2 separate regions of the Sus scrofa genome follow, and region 2 is linked to region 1. The links are chromatin contacts, called in public HiChIP or PLAC-seq maps. All regions are on one chromosome and are shown on one strand. Each heading gives the region's core, a stretch centred on a gene start, on an enhancer-like site or on the middle of the called end of the contact. The rest is flanking DNA. Distances are from core to core; before and after follow the strand shown. Region 1 holds the start of LOC110260076 (branchpoint-bridging protein-like). Region 2 holds the start of SRRT (serrate RNA effector molecule homolog).

What was found. HiChIP or PLAC-seq counts read pairs in DNA pulled down with a chosen protein or histone mark.
Region 2: a contact with region 1 is called in an H3K27ac HiChIP or PLAC-seq map of alveolar macrophages. The contact joins the promoter of SRRT here to the promoter of LOC110260076 in region 1. A contact is called at or near these places in 2 of 5 promoter capture datasets (both in liver), 19 of 47 Hi-C or Micro-C datasets (adipose tissue, alveolar macrophages, blood and 11 more) and 2 of 2 datasets of contacts at active chromatin or transcription factors (alveolar macrophages and skeletal muscle).

What each region holds. Positions count from the first base shown.
Region 1 is chr3:8,606,611-8,611,003 of Sscrofa11.1, reverse strand. LOC110260076 (branchpoint-bridging protein-like) reads left to right here and starts at 2,300. Exons shown (of 3, transcript XM_021087974.1): 1 at 2,300-2,338. The coding sequence starts at 2,300. POP7 (ribonuclease P protein subunit p20) reads right to left here and starts at 3,473. Exons shown (of 3, transcript XM_013995472.2): 1 at 3,205-3,473; 2 at 2,552-2,957; 3 at 1,613-2,311. The coding sequence starts at 2,301. The coding sequence ends at 1,879.
Region 2 is chr3:8,715,395-8,719,787 of Sscrofa11.1, reverse strand. SRRT (serrate RNA effector molecule homolog) reads right to left here and starts at 2,006. Exons shown (of 21, transcript XM_003354479.3): 1 at 1,698-2,006; 2 at 1,302-1,441. The coding sequence starts at 1,423. TRIP6 (thyroid receptor-interacting protein 6) reads right to left here. Exons shown (of 9, transcript XM_003354478.4): 6 at 4,320-4,393; 7 at 3,655-3,833; 8 at 3,277-3,397; 9 at 2,897-3,180. The coding sequence ends at 3,049.

The DNA of each region.
Region 1 (4,393 bases), core at 1,051-3,550:
AACTGGGGTGTGGGGGGAATCAGGGAGACTTGATCAAAATGGTCTCCAGCACTCTATCTCTCAAGCCTCCCCACTGTTTCCTGCTTTCTAGCCGCTGAGTGACCCTCCAGTGCCGGAACAGTGATATTCATGACTCCCCTTTGTGCATGCTGCTCCCTCTGCTAGGTATTTCCTCTCCCCTCTTTTCTGCCTAACAAACTCCTATGCATCCTTTAAAACCCAGGTCAAAGGTGAAGCCATCTCAGACCCCACCAGGAAGTTAGCCATTTTGTTCTTCACTTTTCTACATCAGGGCTACTCTTCTTACATAACCCATCTTAGTCATCTCACAGTAACTAATATACCCACCTTCCCAGGCAAATAGTGGACTCCTTGAAGGCAGGGGCCATTTTATGCTCATCTTTGTATCTGCAGGGCCCAGCCCAGGCCTTCGCTTACAACAGGTACTCAGCATGTGTGTAGTAGTTAGAAAGAAGCACTAGTCCTTCTGTCCTTTCCTGAGTTGCTGATAGTCACCTGTACAGCATCAAAGTCCCTCATCAACAGTAATACTCAAGCTGGGGGGTGAGATTCTGATAAACGGAAAGGCTGATTTTCAGAACCCCTAACCAAACTGCCTTCAGGCAAACTAGAGGCAAATTCTGTTATTAACCTTTAGATCAAAGGCTTTCAAACTCTTGTGACCTCAACCAACAGTAAGATTTATGTCATAACTAGTACATGTGTCTATATACACATCTACAACTGAAACAGTGTCAACAAGATATTACCATTGAAGCTGCACTTTTTCTTTTTTACTTGCTTTTTAAAAGGCTATGACCCAGTGAATTGATTTTAAACCTCACAAACGGTCACCACCCACTTGGATAACATTGCTTTAGATGACTCGTTTGATAAACATGAGAAATCAGATCCTCCTACAAATATCCAAACAAAAAAGTACTTATGGCCTGTATGCCCAGTAATTCAGAGGAAAGGCTTTCCTTTCCCTCTTAGAATAGCCTAGCCAGAGGGGTCTGAATAGCTGTTTAGAACAATTTGCCCCCCGCCACCAGGAATCGAATGTAGCTGTCAGTTTGTCGGTTCCCACGACAGCCTTAACAGCCTTTTACAAAGGAGGGGCCTGTCTTTGCGTCCATCATCCTTATACCCTCACCTTTCCTGTGCCTGGTAACCAGCACCAGAGTAGTGCCTGATGCTTTACACCCCAGCTGGCAAGAATATACACATTATCCACCCTGCCTTCTTCTGAGAGGATGAAAAAAAAATTTTTTTTTGGCTGCCCTGAGGCATATAGAGCTCCTGGGCTCAGGATCAGATCCTTAGCCCAGTGTGTGGGGATGGCGATCCAACCCGCATCCCAGCACTCCCAATCCCACTGCACCACAGTGGGAGCTCCTGAGAGAATGAAATATTTGAAAGCAAACATCAGGATTTTCAGACTTCTGTTTTGTGCTAAAGTTTGTTTTATGCTGCAGTGTCTGTGGTACAATTTATGCTCTTTCTGTGAAGGCAGGAAACACTGTTTCCCCTCTTGTACCTACGTCCTTGTAAAATTTTACTCCTACTCTCCTTTCCAGGTACACACTGAATTTACACAGCAGAGAGGTGGTGCAGTTGGGTGGCCAGGCACTAACACAACTTGATGCTTTTTATTGTATAGGACAATGGTTACAGACCACAAAGATTCAGGAAGACTCACGGCTTGAGCCCAACAAAAGACAATATTCACCCTCTCAATTCAGAGTCCTCTGGATGGTGAGGGGATAGGCTTTATCCTACATGGTCCTGGTAGGAGGTTCATGTACTCAGTACAAAAGCCACTTCTGAGCCAAGCTGTATGGGATGGGTGGATAAGGTGGGCCGGCCTCATCTCCTTTACTTAGGTGTGACCCTGAAGACACGGATGTGGATGGCTGAGTTGTTGCGGATACGCGTCAGTGGCTCTCGTGTATCAGTCTCTGGTTCCAGCTCATCGACAAGCTCCACGGTGGAGGTATTGGCAGCTACCTGCAAGGACCCGAAGCTGCCAGCCTGCAGCTGCAGGGCAATGTTGATGGCGCGGTTGATGGCCAGGCCCAAGCCATGAATGTAGATCTCAGTGCATGCATTCTGACCCCTTACCCCTCCGTCCAGCAGCTTCTGGCAGCGGGCCAACTGGGCCTTAAAGTCAGTCTTCATGTTGACATAAATGTCATTGGGCCTCCGGGGCAGGCGGTGGGGAAGCCGCTTCCGCAGGGTGTATTCCACCGGGTCCAGCTCGGCCTCGACGGCCCCGCGGGGTTCTCGGTTTTCAGCCATGCAGTGTGCCCTGGTGTGGGAGAAAGATCAGCCATGGGTGAGGAGAGACCAGGTTTCGTTTCCTACCCCGTTTCCCGCCCAAACGGTGCAGCCAAGAGGGGTCGCACTCGACGCCCCTCGTCGCTTCAAGTCTCAGTCCCTTCCCACTTACCTCAAGCTCAAGCATCTCCCCCACCTCCGGTTCCCATTCATCCATCACATCGCTCCCAATCTCAGGCCCCTCCACCGCCCCAGCTATTCCCACGCCTACCTTCTTCGCTCCACAGTGCCCTCAGCGCGCACGCAGCCCGCTCCCCTGCCAGGCCACTCGAGCGTTGCGCCGACCAGTCTGAAGGGAAGGAGCTGCCCGCAACTCCCAGGCCCCAAAAAGGGAAGAGAAGGGAAGGGACTCGCCGCAGGAACGCCGAAACACGGGCGCCCTTAGTACCAGGCTCCTGAAAAGGCCCCCGAGTGCGCAGGCGCGCCCATACCCCGTGGCCAGGCCCGGGCGATCCGCGAATCGCCTTCCCGGCATCCGTTCTCCCCGCCCCTTTCCTGAGTTGCTCGCAAAACCGCGCGATGTGTTTGAGTAACGCGAGGCTTCCGGGGGTGATGGGATCTACCACTTGTAAGCTGCAGAGGCAGGGGGCGTATACCAAGTCGAAGCCGGGGAGGATCTGGAAAGAGAAAGGTTAGCTTCCCTGGGCCAATCCCACCCAGTACTCGGTTCCCGGAGGAGTCATGAAGGGGAGAAAAGAGAGGAGGTTTTCTAGGGGCGTGGAGGATTTAGGGGTAAGGGTCTTCCAAAGGTGTGAGGGAGGACGGCGAATTCCACTGATCTTGATCGCGAATGGCCTAAAGAGAAGTCTGGACTCCCGGGTCCATCGCAGTTCCTCGGGTCAGAGGAGGTGTGGCAGAACTGACCTCCCGTCCAAGATTCCGGCTGCCCGAAGATGGGGGCAAGCAAGGCCCGGCCCTTGGCGGAGGACAAGTTCTTTGGCTCGGGGACTCCTCTGCAGTTTACGGGGACCCGTTCTTCTCCCCTTTCTCTGACCAGGGTGACCTCCAGGCCAGCGCCTGGGGACGCGAGTTGTGAGCCGTGGGGCTAGCCTTTACAGCTTCCCTGTGGCTCGCAGACCCACTAGCACTCCTCAGTCGTCATCCACCAGCTCTTTGGCTTCTGCCCGCCACCCAGGAGCAGGGACCTGCGCCCCCTGGCGGGAAGGGCAGGGCAGCACAGAGGGATTGGAGGCTCCCTAAGGCCAGTGGGGAGGGGTTCTCGGCCCAGGTTGCTTTAGCTTTGGTGGAGTTCCACTGGAAACTGAGTTAGAGCTGCACTGGGGTCCTTGACTGTTCTTCGCTTGAGTTTTCTCATCACTCAAATAGGGATGACAATTCCTGTTCTTGCCACTGAGTTTCGAAACCCGATATAACCTTGGGTAAACTGTAAGCCTATACATTTGAGTTGGCATTTTTATGCCCCCTACACGGCTTTTTGTTGCCTGGGGTGGAGTCCGACTCCATTTGACTGGAGGTTGTAAAGTGGTCAGGTTCCTGAGAACTTTCCCAGCACCATTTAAATCCTGTGGTTCTTTTTAGCTTCAGATATTTACAAGTTTGGGGGCTATTTGGGGGTGAGGAGGAAAGCCTGTCTACCACTTTATTCTGCCTCAGAAGTGACATATGAGCTGAGTTTTGATGGACAAACAGGAGTTCTTCAGGGAACCAAGGAGTATTCTGGAAACATTTTTAAAAGAATGGAAGTGTAATCCAAGCTTCCACCTCAAGGAACTAGAAAAAGAGCGAAGTAAAGCCAAAGGGAGAAGATGGGAGGAAACAATAAAGAACAAAAACCAATTAAATTATGAGAAAAAGAATGTATATATACGTGTGATTGGGTCACTTTGCTGTATGTAAAGCAGAAATTGGCACAACACTGTAAATCAACTATACTTTAATAAAAGCAAACCAAAAAACCTCCGTTAAACTGAACACAAGAAAACAATAAAGAAATTCAAACCAAAAGCTGGTTCTTTGAAAAAGATCAATAAAATGGATAAGCCTCCAGCAAGACTGACAAAAGAACAAGAGAACGAAGATTCAAGTTATGATT
Region 2 (4,393 bases), core at 757-3,256, 110 kb before region 1:
TCTGCACACATTATGTCCCCAACTCCAAGCTGTACATTCCTGTCTCTCAGGAATTCCCATTTACCTTTCCAAGTCTTGCTAAATGTCCCTTTCCTGTTGCTCTCCCTTACACTGCCTCCACCACTTCTCCCCTCCCTCAGAACATTTGTTCCCTCAACGTTTCGAGCCTTTATCATGACCTCTCATGTATATTCACTTGCAACATACACCCAGGGCCACTTTGCTCCCCACTCCAAGCCCCAGACTACAAACTTCTTAAAGGCAATAACTATACCTTATTCATCCTCAGAATCCCAAAAACACCTTTAGTTTTCTTCTGACTTTCTTAGAAAATACTAAGGAAAACAAAGTGCCACATAAAGCCTCCACGGTGAAGAGATAAACTGACTAAAAGACCTAAACAGTTTACTAAACCTATTTTTCAAAATGATATTGCATGAAAAAATGCTATCAAAATAGGCCACCTCAAACTCTTCATTTTTTGGCTGTTTCCAAGTCAAGCCTGTGCTATCAGCTCACTGACTGACATTTGTGATGTCCCTTAGATGAAAGTCTTCCACAGTTCCTCTTATATCAGTTACTTAAAACATCAGCGTTTTAACAGCCTAACTATACACCTTAACTATAACTCAAGAATATCCCAGATATACTGCAGGTTCGGCAAAACAAAAACAAACAAACTAGGAGTTCCCTGTAGTCTAGTGGGTTAAGGATCCAGCATTGTCACTGTTGCGGCTTGGGTCACTGTACTGGCGTGGGTTCGGTCCCTGGCCCAGGAACACACATGCTACAAATATGGCCGAAAAAATAAAATGAAAAGGTTTTGTTTTTTTTTTTAAAAAAGAACATCCCAAAAAACTAATTACTACCAGAGTCAAACCTAATCAATTAACCCGACCATCATTTTTCAAAGAACTCTTGCTGATTTTAGGCTAGACAACGACATTTAATCATATCCTGCCAGGAAACTGGTCGGACAACCTCTCCAGTCAAACCAATTCTGTAACATTACTTTCTTTTTGAATCAACCTTTTCGGTGTATAATTTACAAACAATAAACAGCACACACAAGTATTGCTCTTTTATATTCAAACTCTCTTACTTTCACCGCTTTGATCTTCTAGTCATTACACAGACAACTATTGGACCAAAAGCAAAGAGGTGAATGAACCACGTGAAATGGTCAAGGATGAGCGATTTCATATGGTTCACCCTAATAAGACCTTAAGGGCAATGCAGTGAAAAGTGGAGTGCAAGAGAATAATGCGCTGGAACAAAATTAAGGAAGAGTAACATTTTACCGGTCATTCCAATCATCCCCTCGACGTCTCTCATCTCTTTCCCGAGAACGGTCATAGTCGCTGCGTTCCCTTCTAAACTTGTCCCTGCGCCTTCGATCATACTCGTCATCACTGTCACCCATGGCGCGGTCTGAGAGGACCTGGAGGCGAAACACGGATAAATAGGATAATGAACAATGACGACAAGCGCAAAGGATTGTCCCTTTGAAGCAGCACGCCCCCCTCCGTCCGCAGAGGCCAGCCTTCCGCTGCTCCCGCCATTCTAAGCCCTCTTCCCCTTCAGCTGCAGGGCTCCACCAGCTGCCAGGGGTCTCCCGCCCGGCTCCCCGCACCCGCGGGCCTCTCGCCCTCCTGCCCGCCCCAGCCCCTGCTCTCCAGGCCCCTCCCCTCCCCCACCTGGGAGCGGCAGCGGCCGTTAGTCTCGCGCTCCGGCCGGCAGATTTTCCGGGCAACCTGGACCCGCCCCTTCCCTCGGGCGCGCGACGGGGACGGATTCGGGTGAGGGGGAGACGCGGGGCTCTCGGTGACTGGGCCGAGTAGACGCGAAGAGAGCGGGACAACCAAAGATGGGCGGTCGGCGCGCGCCGCCCGAGCTGCGCCTGCGTCACCCGCAGAATGGCACCTCGAAATACAAACTGGAGCCCGCGGGGACAGAACGGAACCAAACCACAGAGGCAAAGGCGGGGAGCACCGGGGGCCGATGGGAAGGGGCGGGGACCCGGAAGCCTCGCGAGCTTTCCGGGACGAGAACGGCACGGGCGAGAAGCTATGGGAGCCGCGCTGGATCAAGTGTGGCCTCTGGTGGGCGGTAGAAGCCTCTGGGCTTGAGGGTGAGTTTCCTCTCGCCGAGGTCGAAGGTCGCGCTTCCCCGGGTGTGTCTGAATCAGTTCGCATCCAGCCGCTGGTACCCCGACCCGCAGCTTTGATCTGGGAGCCTCCTGACGTCATCGGGAGTGGTTTCCAACCCCCCTTTCCTTGTACAGGGCAGGGGTTGGGGGAGTGCGGCCTTTCAGCGGATCCAGCAACCATTTTAATGCATTTCCCACCATTTTGTGGTCCCACCAGAGAATCAGCCTTTATTAGTGCTTCTGTCTGCGCTACGTCCTAAACCAGTTGTTCCTGCTCTTCCACAAAGGCACCCCCATCCTTAAGCAAAAGTGGCAAACCCCAACCAGTACCTTGATGAGCTCGGTTGTAGGTCTGAGGGCCTCACCACCCAGCAGGATCTCTGTTGCCCCATAACCTTTACAACAGGAAATGCTGCCTCCCTCGCATATGCTGCAGCCTTGTTCCCAGTGCTGGGGTGGGGGTGGGGGGGCGTTCTACAGAAACTACCCTAAAAGGGGGATTTAGAGGAGTTGTAAAATACACCCAGGACTGGAGTTCCCATTGTGGCTCAGCGGGGTTAAGAACCTGACTAGCATCCATGAGGATGTGGGTTCAATCCCTGACCTCGATCAGGGGTTTAAGGATCCAGTGTTGCCAGAAGTGCAGCATAGGTGGCAGCCGCAGCTCTGTTTTGACCCCCTAGCCTGGGTACTTCCATATGCCACAGGTGCAGCCCTAAAAAGCAAAAAAAGCATCAGATGAGACAATAGACTTCAAAGTGTTTTGTACACTCTTGAGGGATTATTATTTCATGATTAGAGGAAGAGAAGATGGCATTTGGTGACAACATTATAAAGGTAGATGTCAGGGAGGGTGGTTGATGGGAAGGGAGAACAGAGTAGGTGCTTCTGGGAAAGACTCAGCAGTCGGTGGTGACGGTGGCTGAGAGCTCTTGGATGCGCCAGGCACTGCAGGCCTTGCACAAGATGTGCCCATCCAGCGGGTAGCAACCCTGACATTCACCCTCAGAGGAGAGCAGCAGCCCGCACTCCTGTTTGGAAAGAAACAGTAGCTTTTCATCAGGCCTGGATCCCTGAGCCCCTTCTTTCTTGTGCTCTACCATACCCAGCGCCCCAGGCCCCCTGACCTCGCACTTGTAACACCCAACGTGAAAACTGCGGTCCAGAGCTACAATTCGCACAGTCTCCTCCTGACCGGGCTCAGGCATGATGGCCCCACCACACACTGAGCATCGTGGGGCAAACTTCCTAGAGTGGAAGGGAACCAAGGAGGCTGTCAAGCCCCAGGATTGGAGGGGACCAACAACGAAGCCCAGGGTGGGAGGGAACAGGATAGGCCAGAGGTAGGGTCTTGGATCTTATGGAAGAGAGTTGTGTTACCAAGAATGAGGCATGGCCAGGGGCGCAAAACATGAGAGGTTGGTACTGGGATATGAAGGAGAGATAAGGAAGATGGGAAAGGCCAGGCCAGACATCCTGAGACAAAGGTTGATGACCTAGCTGACCTGTGGAAGTCCTCAATGCAGTGGATCTGGCTGGTGGCATCCACAGTGAAGGGGATGCCATCGAGGCCGCGGTGGCACACCACACAAGTGAAGCAGCCAGGGTGATAGGCCTTCCCCATGGCCCGCAGAATCCGGTCCAGGATGGGCTGGGAACAGGTGGAGCACTTCTCCAGGGTGGCCTGTCAGGAAGGAGAGCAGGAAGGTCAGGGCTGGGGTGACCCATGGCAGCCCTTACAGGCATCCTGCCAGCTCCCCCACCTATTTATGTAGCCCCCTGCATGTGATTCAGTTAAAGGTGGCCTTGAACAGGTATGCGTGCAAATCCTAGCACTGCAGCTTCCCCAGACAAGATATTTAAGCTCTCAGACCTTCAGTTTCCTTCAGGAGTAACAGCTGCCTCACCAGGGCATTGTGGGGATTCAGCACATTCCCCTAAACCGAAAATAAATGCCTCACTCTTACAGGGGAATGTTGTCCTTTCTCTCCAGCAACCAGTATACAGCTACTTATTTCATCCATGCCTTTTTCTTTATTAGTTTTAGTTCTCCTGCTTCGAGCCTTATTCTTTGGGGCTTGGACACCTAGTTCCCACTCTGGATGGAAGCCCCCTGCTTCCTGCTGCTGACTCCATCTGCCACCACCCCCCGCCAGCCCCCACCACTCACCACATAGCAGCTCTCACAATACGCTCTCCTCTCCACGGCATAGAAATGCTGGCCCCGGAGATGGGCCCGGCACG